2 separate regions of the Zea mays genome follow, and region 1 is linked to region 2. Evidence: chromatin contacts called from public Hi-C data. All regions are on one chromosome and are shown on one strand. Each heading gives the region's core, a stretch centred on a gene start, on an enhancer-like site or on the middle of the called end of the contact. The rest is flanking DNA. Distances are from core to core; before and after follow the strand shown. Region 1 holds the start of LOC100284051. Region 2 holds the start of LOC100276373.

Evidence for each region. A called contact is a pair of places that touch in the nucleus more often than the background predicts.
Region 1: a Hi-C map of leaf shows a contact between it and region 2, with 4 times the contacts expected there. The contact joins the promoter of LOC100284051 here to the promoter of LOC100276373 in region 2. A contact is called at or near these places in 7 of 25 Hi-C or Micro-C datasets (ear, endosperm, leaf and 1 more) and 1 of 3 datasets of contacts at active chromatin or transcription factors (leaf).

What each region holds. Positions count from the first base shown.
Region 1 is chr7:139,519,794-139,525,633 of Zm-B73-REFERENCE-NAM-5.0, reverse strand. It overlaps LOC100284051, which reads left to right and starts at 2,916. Exons shown (of 10, transcript NM_001370574.1): 1 at 2,916-3,297; 2 at 3,387-3,446; 3 at 4,205-4,287; 4 at 4,455-4,614; 5 at 5,732-5,840. The coding sequence starts at 3,211.
Region 2 is chr7:139,673,520-139,678,667 of Zm-B73-REFERENCE-NAM-5.0, reverse strand. It overlaps LOC100276373, which reads right to left and starts at 3,611. Exons shown (of 2, transcript NM_001150179.2): 1 at 3,054-3,611; 2 at 1,999-2,939. The coding sequence starts at 3,221. The coding sequence ends at 2,334. LOC103632948 (helicase SEN1) reads left to right here. Exons shown (of 22, transcript XM_020541013.2): 22 at 661-1,101.

The sequences.
Region 1 (5,840 bases), core at 1,667-4,166, 150 kb after region 2:
AAACTATACCTGATAGAGAAATATGAAAGAATCAAAATATTCAAGAGTATACTGAATTGGTCTGATCTATTTTTTAATAATTAAGATCTATCATTTATTCCATTACATTTGTTTTGTCTAGCATTGATTTCTGTACTATGCATAAAATTCTACACTCTTAAGTTTTCAATCCTACACTAGCGTGGCAATTCTAGGAATGTAAAGACATTAATGTAATTGCACAAATGTAAATACATAAAAGTAAAGAGGGATAGAAGTACATTGATGGTTTTTAAGGTATTGGACAGTCAACACTTTCCACCGGTTCTTGTTAGAGCACTTGTGTAAGGGTATTACTTTTCCTTGATCCACAAAGGAACAAGTCTTCACTAAAGGCTATTTTTTGTTACTCCAATGCGGTGAATCACCAATGCGGTGAATCACCCACAACTGCTCACATCTTGAGTTTACTCTTTGTTCACTAATAAGCTTCTTAATCTTATCAAATATTAACCACTTCAGTAGACAAGAACTTCTCCTTGTTTTTCAAATTATTTTTTACTTCAACAAATAAGCAAGAGAGACTCTAAATACGAGATGGAGGGGTATGTATAGCCCTAAGACAAAGGATTATTTGTTGCCTCTCCACTCAATATTTATGGGACACTGGACATGTTCGGTGTGACCTTGCTACCTGCACCGAACATGTTTGGTGATACTCTAACAACTAGTTTCAAAACTAGCCATATGTGACACTCTGACTGTTAGTTTCAAAACTAGCCATTAATAGTACATAACGTCTAGTGGACACGCCCGATGAGTCCAGAGCCAACCATCTAGAAGTCTTTGTCTGTGAATAACTCATGTCGAGCGAGAAATTTAATGCATTACCAGATAACAGACATGTCCGGTGAGTGCATTGGCTCTCCGGCTCTCTTTTATCTTAGTCAAAAGGTCGAGGAAGGTATAACCATATAAGGGCACGTACAACCTTTTATCTTACCTAGCACCACGTTAGCTGAAGAACAGAGAGTCATCCACTTTTAACGTCGTTGTCCTTCAGCTAACGTAGTACGTGGTGCTGGGTGCGACTTTCTATCGTGTTGTGCTGGGATGGTTTCTTATGGGTCATATGTAATGTAACAGTTAGAGATGGCCAAATGGGCGGCACGGCACGGCCCGGCCCGGGCACGACTAGGCACGACATGGTTAGGGCACGGCCCGTTTGGCCCGTTTAATAGTCGTGTCGTGCCGGCACGGCACTAGTGCCTAAGGCCAGGCCCAAGCACGGCACTAAGCCTGCTTAGCCTTGCCGTGCCGGCCCGTTTAGCCCATATAGCCCGTTTAGCCCATATAGCCCGTTTAGCACTACACCACAGAATTTTAGTCAAATATTCACAAACACAGTTAAAACATACTAAAATAGCTAATATTGAACTGTTTAGTGCAATGGCTGACTCATTAAAAACCTATTTAGGTAAAAACTCACCCTTATGAGAAAACCCTATATAAGAAAAAAGATTACAACACACAGCTAACTAGGTGTGTTTGGATCTAATCATGCATAATCGTGCCTAACCGTGCCTGGGGGCTAATCGTGCCGTGCCCGTGCCGGCCAGCATGCCTGATGCTCGGCCCAGGCACGCAGTGGCGAATCTAGCCGAAAATATGATCGGGGTCATCAAGAGCAGCTTTGCTATATCATACAAATTTTTATGAACTTTAACAGTATTTTGCTAAAGGATTTATAAAATTTATCGGGGTCGCCTGACCCCGATAAACCCCCCTAGATTCGCCCCTGCAGGCACGACACTACCTATTGGGCCGTGCCGGCACGGGCCCGACACCAGCCGTGTCGTGTCGTGCTCCGGACCGGCACGATTAGCCCGGCACGGCTGGCCATCTATAGTAACGGTTCATTGGTAGAGGAGAATTGGAAGAGAGAAACAAACTTACACGTTTCACATATGATGTACGAGATACAACGCATAAAACCAGTACTTTAAAGGAGTAGACACGCCTCCCGAACCAACCTATACACGGGTGATTCAGCATACCAAGTTAAGATCCTAGACACATGGTTAACGAAAATAACAATTAACATGCAATTCCGCGAAACACGCCGTGGAATGGCTTTTCCTTAACGACGAAGTGTCGTCGACCATACCTGCCCATTTCGGCAGCCTCGCGAATGTTCGCCCCCCCATGCGTGTTCTGCGCTGCTCGTCGTCGTCGTCCTCGTCCTCGGATGGGGGCTGTCCTGCTCCTGCGGACGCCTTTTGCAGCTGTAGGGGCGTCGGACTAGTGGCTTTACACGCACGTACTAGTTAGTACCTGCGACATGAGGGCGCCTCCACCGCCCATTCCAAGCCCCACTTTTTTCTCCCTTCCTTTGAAGAAAGAATCCAGTCATCCACTCAGGTTCGTTCCCAATTCCATGCGTGCCCGTGCGTTTGCTGCACCAAAGCCAAACCGAGCGATCGAGCTCCTGACGCGTGCCGGGAACAGCAGCCTCTCATGCGTTGCGCCGGGTCCGGTCCATGCGGAATCAGCATAGAGCTGTGAAGTGAAGTCTATAGGCATTTTTTTTTGCATGAAGTTTGCTTTAGTTTAGTTTAGGCTAATCCCTCGTAGCACAAATTCTGGAAGAGCTTAAATAAATATATATACGCGCGGGCCTTATCCGGCCCAGTGGTCACCACGTGGTGGGCCACCAAACCTGACCGCTACCGCGCCTCATTCGTTTGACCGGGGTCAGCGCCGGCCATGTGGTCCACCTCACCAGCGCGATAATTCACTCGCGAAACCGCGGGATCAGCGAGTGAGGGTTTTAGTTTTACCGAGAGGGGAGAGGGGAGAGGGGAACGGGGAACACGATTTTGATTTTGACTAGCGAGGAAGAGCTCCATGTCAATGTGACTCATCCCCGCATTATAATACGGTGGAGGAGAGGGGAGGCGGGGAAAAAGCATGCGAATTATTCGAGGCGGCTTTATGGTCGGACGGATCACCCCCAGCAAGGAGCCGCCACCCGCCACTCCGCCAGAGCATTGCAGCGCCAGCCACCTCGCCCCCTCTCGCTGTCCCGCACCACCCGCTCCGAGGGAAGGAGAGGTAACCGGTGGCGGGCGCGGCGGCGAGCGGAGATCCCGGGAACTCCGATCGAGCGCAAGCGGCGGGACCTGCGGGAGCAGAGAGCGCGCAGGGAGGAGAAGTGAGTAGCGTGGTTCGATGGTAAGGGAGACGGGATACTACGACGTGCTGGAAGTGAGCCCGACGGCCTCCGAGGCCGAGATCAAGAAGGCATACTACGTCAAGGTGCTGCCTGCGCGCCCTTCCCCATCGTTGCCGTGCGTTCAGAGATGGTTACTTTCGCCTCATTTCGGTGGTTGCTGCTCGTGTTGCAGGCGAGGCAGGTCCATCCGGACAAGAACCCAGATGATCCGCTTGCGGCGGCGAGGTTCCAGGCAAGTATTCTAATGCTCCACTGACTCGTTCAGTTCTCAACCGCAGCAGCGGCGGATCCTACTTGTTTTCCCTGATACTACCTGCCATTGTGCTAACGCGACTGAGCTCCAATCGGCTAAATCACTGCATTTTTCGCATTACTCAACTTTTTAGGTGCGCATTTCAGAAACAGCTGAACATTTATGAGTGCGTTTGGTTGGACGTAAAATGAGGGATGAAAAGGGACGGACAGATTTTCTATAGTGTTTGCATTATAGTGTTTGCATGAGAGTCACTATGGGTGAAAATCAGATAAAAAATCAAAGAGACGGTGACGTCCCCGCCTCATACTACTTTGGCCTCAAACCAAACACATCCTTAAGTGGATAAATAAATGCACTGTGGGATCCTTGTGCCATACACCCAACAACAGTATTCCGTTGTTCAGGGTAGAAAACAATACCACCTCCGTCCCAAAATATAGTTCTTTCTAATCCACTTTTTTTCTATTCATATTCATTTAATGATAATGAATATAAACATATATACAAACTACATTCATATGTTACTTAATGAATATATGATTAGTCTAAAACGAATTATATTTTGGGACGGAGGGAGTACTATATTGAACTGGCGATTCTGCCACATGTCCATTTATCGTGGATTCCTTCACTCTGCATCTTGTTGCTTTTGAGATACATATTTGATGTCAATGCAAATCGGACTGTATAAAAAGAAAGACGCCACATCTTCATCTGAGTTACTACTACTGCAGGAATTGGGGGAGGCATACCAAGTGCTCAGTAATCCCAAGCAGCGTGAAGACTATGACTTACATGGGAAACCTGGTATTTCAACGTATGTTTAAGTACCGATACATGCCATTGTGTTGTTGAAAATTCAAGTGCTCTAGTAGAATTTATTTTTCTTGATAGTTTACTTATGTAGCTGGTATTTAATCTCATATGCTGTCAAATCTTGTCTGATGGTTGCATTCTGATTTGCTTTCTAACATTATCCTATAGGGAAGCGATAATTGATCCTGCAGCAATTTTTGCGATGCTGTTCGGTAGCGAGCTTTTTGAGGACTACATTGGTCAGCTGGCGATGGCATCCATGGCTTCACTTGATGGTTTTACTGAAAACGAACAGATCGATCCAAGAAGGTTGCAAGAGCAAATGCGAGTATGACTCTTTACCAGGATGATTTGTTGCCCTTTTGGGCATTCTATCATATTTGTCATATTCATTCTTGATTGGAAATTCATAACTGTTTTGTTTTACTGAAGACTATGATTTTTCTAAGTTTTTCATTATGTACTACCCCAAACAATTCATAGTGGTTTGTTGTTACTTGCTGTTACTATTACTTTAAGAATTTCCAAGTGAAAATGAAGCTATTGTTTGGCAAAACAGATATCCTTATTCCTGACACTAGAAGCCAGAAAGTTCATGAGAAATCATAGATCATATTAGCTTCATGAAACCTACCTTTTCTCATACATTATGTCCCAGGTTACATAAATGTGAATGTGATCTACACACACTAATTTTGACACTATTTCTCCTATTTCTTTGTTAAAACCTGTTATTTGAATGAGAAGTATTCAATCAGTGTCAGCCTTTGTAGTCACTTACTCTACACAGTACTCTAATAAAATCTAATGTTGGAATGTGAAGTTACTGCTTGCATTTAATGCTTTACCTGCGTTTAACACTACAAGATTGGCCTTTTCAACATTTTGGGAACTTCCATGAGCTGCAGAGCTTAACAAGCTTCTAATAATGATAAATTTGAGAAACTCAAGAAATAATACACTCTATGAGTTGTTTTTGCATGGCATTTCTCATGCAGAATATCAATCTTCATGCTTGTTGACCTCTGCAGCACTTTCAAATTATAGTGGTGATCCCATTTAGCCTTTATTATACCAGATCGGAATGATGGATTTATCAACCATCATTGTCGACTGAGATTAATGACACTTGATGTGGTATTATTATTAGCTGTATGGAAATGCTACCCAAATTTCTGTTCTTTAGACTATTTCCGGCAGCTTACCCATCCTCATTCCTATATTCAAATTTCAATCTGCAAACAGTGCATTCTACAGTGCAGAACAGTGTAGAACAGTGTTTTGGGTAAACATATAAATAAACTACTGGACACGGTCTTACTAGTACTTTAAATATTCAAACAACAAAACCTTTCTGGTGCTTGAAATGTTCAATTTGTTGCTCGGTGTTTCACTATTTATACTTTCTGGCGTACTGTTGATTTAATGATTTAATTATGATGTAGGTTGTACAAAAAGAAAGAGAGGAGAAACTTGCAGAGGCACTAAAAGATAGGTTGCATCTTTATGTTCAAGGAAACAAAGAGGAATTTATCCAGTATGCTGATGCTGAGG
Region 2 (5,148 bases), core at 2,362-4,861:
AACGTTTTACCGTTTTAATAACCTTGGTTGTGTAAGATTGTTTCCTGAAAATTCAGTCATCCGAAATATAGCAACAGTCTTACTATTTGTCACGCTCAGAGCAACTCCAAGAGTCCAAGAGATTAGCCAAAAAGATTCTCAATTTACTGATTTAGCTACTCTCTAAAATAGATTTCACAAAAAAGGAGTAGACTAGTCTAACAGATTGTATAAATTTAGAACTCTGTATGGCGAGTGAAGCATGCTATCCAAAAAAAGAGAGTGAAGGTGTAGGGATGGAGAGCCTCCTAAATTTGAAGAGCTATTTACAAAGTCTATTGGAGACGTTTTTGTTGTAATAATAATCAAATGTACCTTTACACAACGATCTGGCTAGTCTCTTGGAGTTTTTATTTTTGTTGCTTGTTATTTATAAATTTCTGCCTCTTTTTAATGGACTTTGATGGTATATCTGTACTGTGACAGCATGCGATTGATTAATTGATTCACTTGCAATTGTATATCCACAGCAATTTAATACATTTGCACCTTGAATGAAGTTTTGCATTAGTACTAAGTTTCCATCTCTTCATATTTGTGTTCGGATTTACTTCAATTGTTTTCATATGCTATTCTTAAGCTAACATACTAATCAGGTGGCTAATGTCATGGGTATGGCAGCTTTTGTGAAGCAATTTTGGTAGCAATGGTGCTTGGATCACGAGTTTCCATCTTCCGAAGCAAGTAGAGGAAAGCTAACTGCCTGTAATCTGGGAGCTGTATGTGCAGCAACTGACAAACATCCAGTGGACCCAAGGAGCCCTCCCTCCATACGGTTGCAAAAGTGCTGGAATTTTTTGGACGGCTGTTAATGGTTTATTACGTCATTTTATTTCCCATTTTCATCCGTTTGGATGCGAGCAAAATGAGACCATACAGACAAATAGAGCAATCATACTGCTTGTTGAGGCGCAAGCCAATTTTGCAGTGTACATAACTGTAAGTAGCACCCTTGTAGCAAGAAGGCAGATTAGCATTTGAACATGCCTGGTGGTGTCCTTAAAATGAAATGTAGCATGTGTGGTGTGCAGCCAAATTACAGCCGAAGCTCTTTGGCCCTCACGTCTGTCTCCATGGGGTTCAGTTGCTTCTGTTGGTGAATGATGATGACTTTGGACGTGACGACGCGTGAGGTTCTCATTGGGATCATCGATAACACGAGAAAGTTGGAGAGAAGAGAGGAAAAAAAAACTGTTGAATTTGTGTTACCTACGTGTTATAAGCCAAATTTGATGCACGCTGGGGATTCAGTGAGCCATCCTGGCGGGGTGAATCATACACCCAGCTCGCGGCTGCCGACGTGGTTGCAATCAAGTGTGAAATCTAGAACGGCTCTAGGCTCGCTGCCTTTTTCACTCTCAGGCGGTCAGGCCCAGGTCCTCATTGGCCTGTGCAAGTTCATCGAGTACCATAAAATAAAAGTGATGCCCATAATTTGTAGAATGTTCTTTTCTAGATAAATTTTAAATATCAGACTATCAGAGAGTCATTTATTCTGGAACATAAGGAGCACGCACGCTGTTCTTGGGATTTCCAGGACCAGACCTATACTTTGACATTTTCCTTACGAAAATATATTTAAAAAAAGTTCGAAGCCGCGCGCACGGGCCCTGCTGCGCCGGTTTGTGCCTGCGTGCTGATCCGTCATCGAATTTGGGCATGGTAATATAATGGACGACATCCCTGATACACGCCAGCTGACATGCACTCGCTGACATTGTGGAATTCTGCATCGCGCATGCTAGCGGCCACCAACCTTTGCTGTCTCTCTGCTGCTTGAACCGCCATGGCAAAGAAAATATATATATATATATATATATATATATATATATATATATATATATATATATATATATATATATATATATATATATATATATATATATATATATATATATATATATATATATATATATGTATATGTATACACACACACATGTCAAGATAAACTAGACAAAGGGACAGGAAGAGATAAAGCCGACTTGGAATATGTGTTGTAGTGGCACACACTGTCAACTTGTCGAGCACCAAGAGCAGCAAAGCAACTGAACCGCGTGGGGTATGGGTTCCGTGTCATCCATGCAACGAAGGTTTTCCTAGTACATCAGCATCAGCTACGACGGCGCGCGGCTAGCCTATAACCCCACATGAATGAGAGAACGACGACGACGAACAACATGCCGTCTCCTTGGTGCTCGACACATCACAGGCCGTTGCGCGCGGCAACAGTCTCAACCGAATCACATGTACGGATCGCATGCATATGGTTTGTTGAGGACACAAGTCCGGCAGCTTCAGACGGCACGCGCGCACTCGCTCCCGCCGTTCATCTCCGCAGATTTGCCGCTGACGACGACGCATCCGCTGTGGCCCATGAGGTTGACGACGTCGAGGCTGTAGAGTATGGGGACCATGACCATGGAGGACAGGAAGGCGAGGAGCGGGCCGAAGATCCAGAGCAGGAGGGGCACCCCGGCGTAGAAGAGCCTGTTGCCGACGAGGTTGAGGGTGAAGCCGCGCTCCAGGACGTCGCCGATGTAGTCCCTGGTGGGCGGCAGCGGGAGGCCGAGGACGGCGGCGTCGGAGTCGGCGGAGGAGGAGAAGAGGCAGGCCGAGGTGTTGATGAGGAAGCTGGCCTGGTTGAGGAAGCAGATGGCGAGGGAGTGGCAGAGGAAGGCGAGGAGGAAGAGCAGCATGAGCGCCACGTACTTGAGCGCCATCATGTACTCGCCGTGCGCGCCGAACACGGTGTCGCTGAGCGGCTTCTTGATGGTGTAGGTGCTGCTCAGCACCGCCGCCACGCCCGTGCAGAAGAGGATCGCCGTCGTGGCCATCAGCGTCGACCCCATGATGACGTTCCGCACCGACTGCACCACCGTCACCGCGTTCTTGGCGTTGTCCTGCGCTTACAGTTAACAATCACATACGCACCGCAGCAGCATCATGCAGCCAATTGACCATGAAAGAAACCAAAAAAAAATCCACAGACAAAACAATGCGCCGTACGTGCGTACCTTCATCATGCCGATGGCCCAGAGGCGGCGCGTGGCGGCGTTGATGCCGACGGCCGTGCGCAGCGGGCGGAGGCGGACCTCGCGCCACAGCCAGGCGTGGTACGCCATGGGGAGGAGCAGGCTGAGCGGGATGAGCGCCAGGTCCAAGAAGCTGTCCCTCCACTCCATGATCGACCGAACGAGAGCGAGAGCAACCACAACGGAACAACGCTAGCTAGCTAGCTAGAGTCCTGTATGCGGGCGGGAACAGGATGGTTGTTGTGTAGCTCTCTGACTCGTGACGAGGTGGGGGCAACGACGTTGCTTTCCGATCAGGCGTCTGGACTCTGGAGCTGTCTGTGTGCGGGCCGGGCGTCGCTATATATATAGCGGAGGAGCGGCCGAATTCCACACACAATCACACAGAAAGAAAGAAAGAAAGAGATACAGCGTAGGAAAGGAAGGAGAAGGATGCAGAGGTAGTGCCATCTTACACAAAGGCCACCAACTTTGCTAGCGAGCAATCAGTAGCTAAAAGTAGCAACACAAAACCCGGCCATGACCAGGCTATTAGCAAGCTTTTCTTTTTTTTGCGAAAACCAGAGAGCACTACATACTCCAGTGCAATCTGCGCCCGCCCGCCCGCCGAATAAGCAGGTGGGCTGACCGAACGCCATCTCCTCGTCGCGTCGCGTACTATACGCCGGGCGGCGGGCACACGGACACGGCCCGGATCGCGTGACGCTTTCGTTCGTCGGTTTGGCCTCGCGATCGACCGTGTTTTCGCTTCCGGATTTTCTTTTCAGCTCCATCTCGTGTTTCGCTCGCCTTGCCGTTCCTGGCAGTGGCTGGGGCGATGTCGTGTGAGTGACCTGCTTTTTGTGTGTGTGTGTGTGTGTGTGTGTGTGTGTGTGTGTGTGTGTGTGTGTGTCGGGTCACGTGGTTCAGACGACAGACCTGAGCAATTGCTGTCTCACTGCAATAGCAACACAAAAAGGATTTCAATGAAATGAAATAAAAGCATACCGGGTAGACGAACGAATGAAGCAGCAGAGGAGCTCGCTTTTGGTCGCGGCCAAGAAAGAAAGGACTCCGCGCGCGCGGTGGTCGCCCCGGGATCACTCGATCGGCTCGCTGCCTCACTCGTCAGTCGTCACTAACTCCGTCGCCTGTGGCCTGTGGGGACCACGACGCGATCCCAAACCCATCGTGCATGTCCAAAGCCGGCGGCCAGGCCGAACGGGATTCGGGAGAGATCCATACGATACGATAGGTAGCCTGCAAGTACGACGGCGAGGCGAACGCAGTAGCCGACGGTGTGGGGCGCGTGCCCGGTCGTTTTTCGTGCCACATGCGTGTCTCCGTTGGCTGCCAATGGCTATTCCCAGCCCAGTATTCTGGTATGCGAAAGCTACGTGTCATGTTACATGTGACATCACTAAGTTATACTCCCTCCCTCCGGTACCTTGCGAAAATATGAAACCGCTCGAAATTTGGCAGATTTCAGTACTCTGGACGGTTTGAACTTTTTTTTTTACAATTCGAAGTTCTGTTTCTCGATATTCTCGGCGGTTTCCGCCACTTCTCGACCGGTTTTCGGTCATTGAAATGTGATTTAGGTAGGAGAAATTTAATTTTGATTTGTTTGTGATCTGTTTAAATGACGCTGCGTGATAAATAATAGTATTTTCACAAGCGCGAACTCAACCTATTCTGCTTTAGAGCATTGTCATGAAGTTGTGACACTGACCATTCAGGTCGTCAAAGCACAATACCCTACATCCTATGTTTGGTGGATGTCCATATATAAGTGTTGACGAAGCATACATATTCAAATGATGACTGCGCTAGCAAGTTAGGAACAATCCTAATCATGACCTTCGTGATGTTGGCGGGGATTTTTATGTTACTCTACACTTCCTTTTATAGCACAAGAGAGGAGAGAGAGTTACATCCTTGGTGGAGGGTCCTATTTATGAGAGTGAGAACTATTACTATCTTATCGTAGTTATTGTATGGTACGCAACATATGCCTGTTGTATGTTATAATGGTGAGTGTGATATGCCATAGTGCCAGATATGAGAGCCTACGCCATGGACAATGGTGTAATTGGTA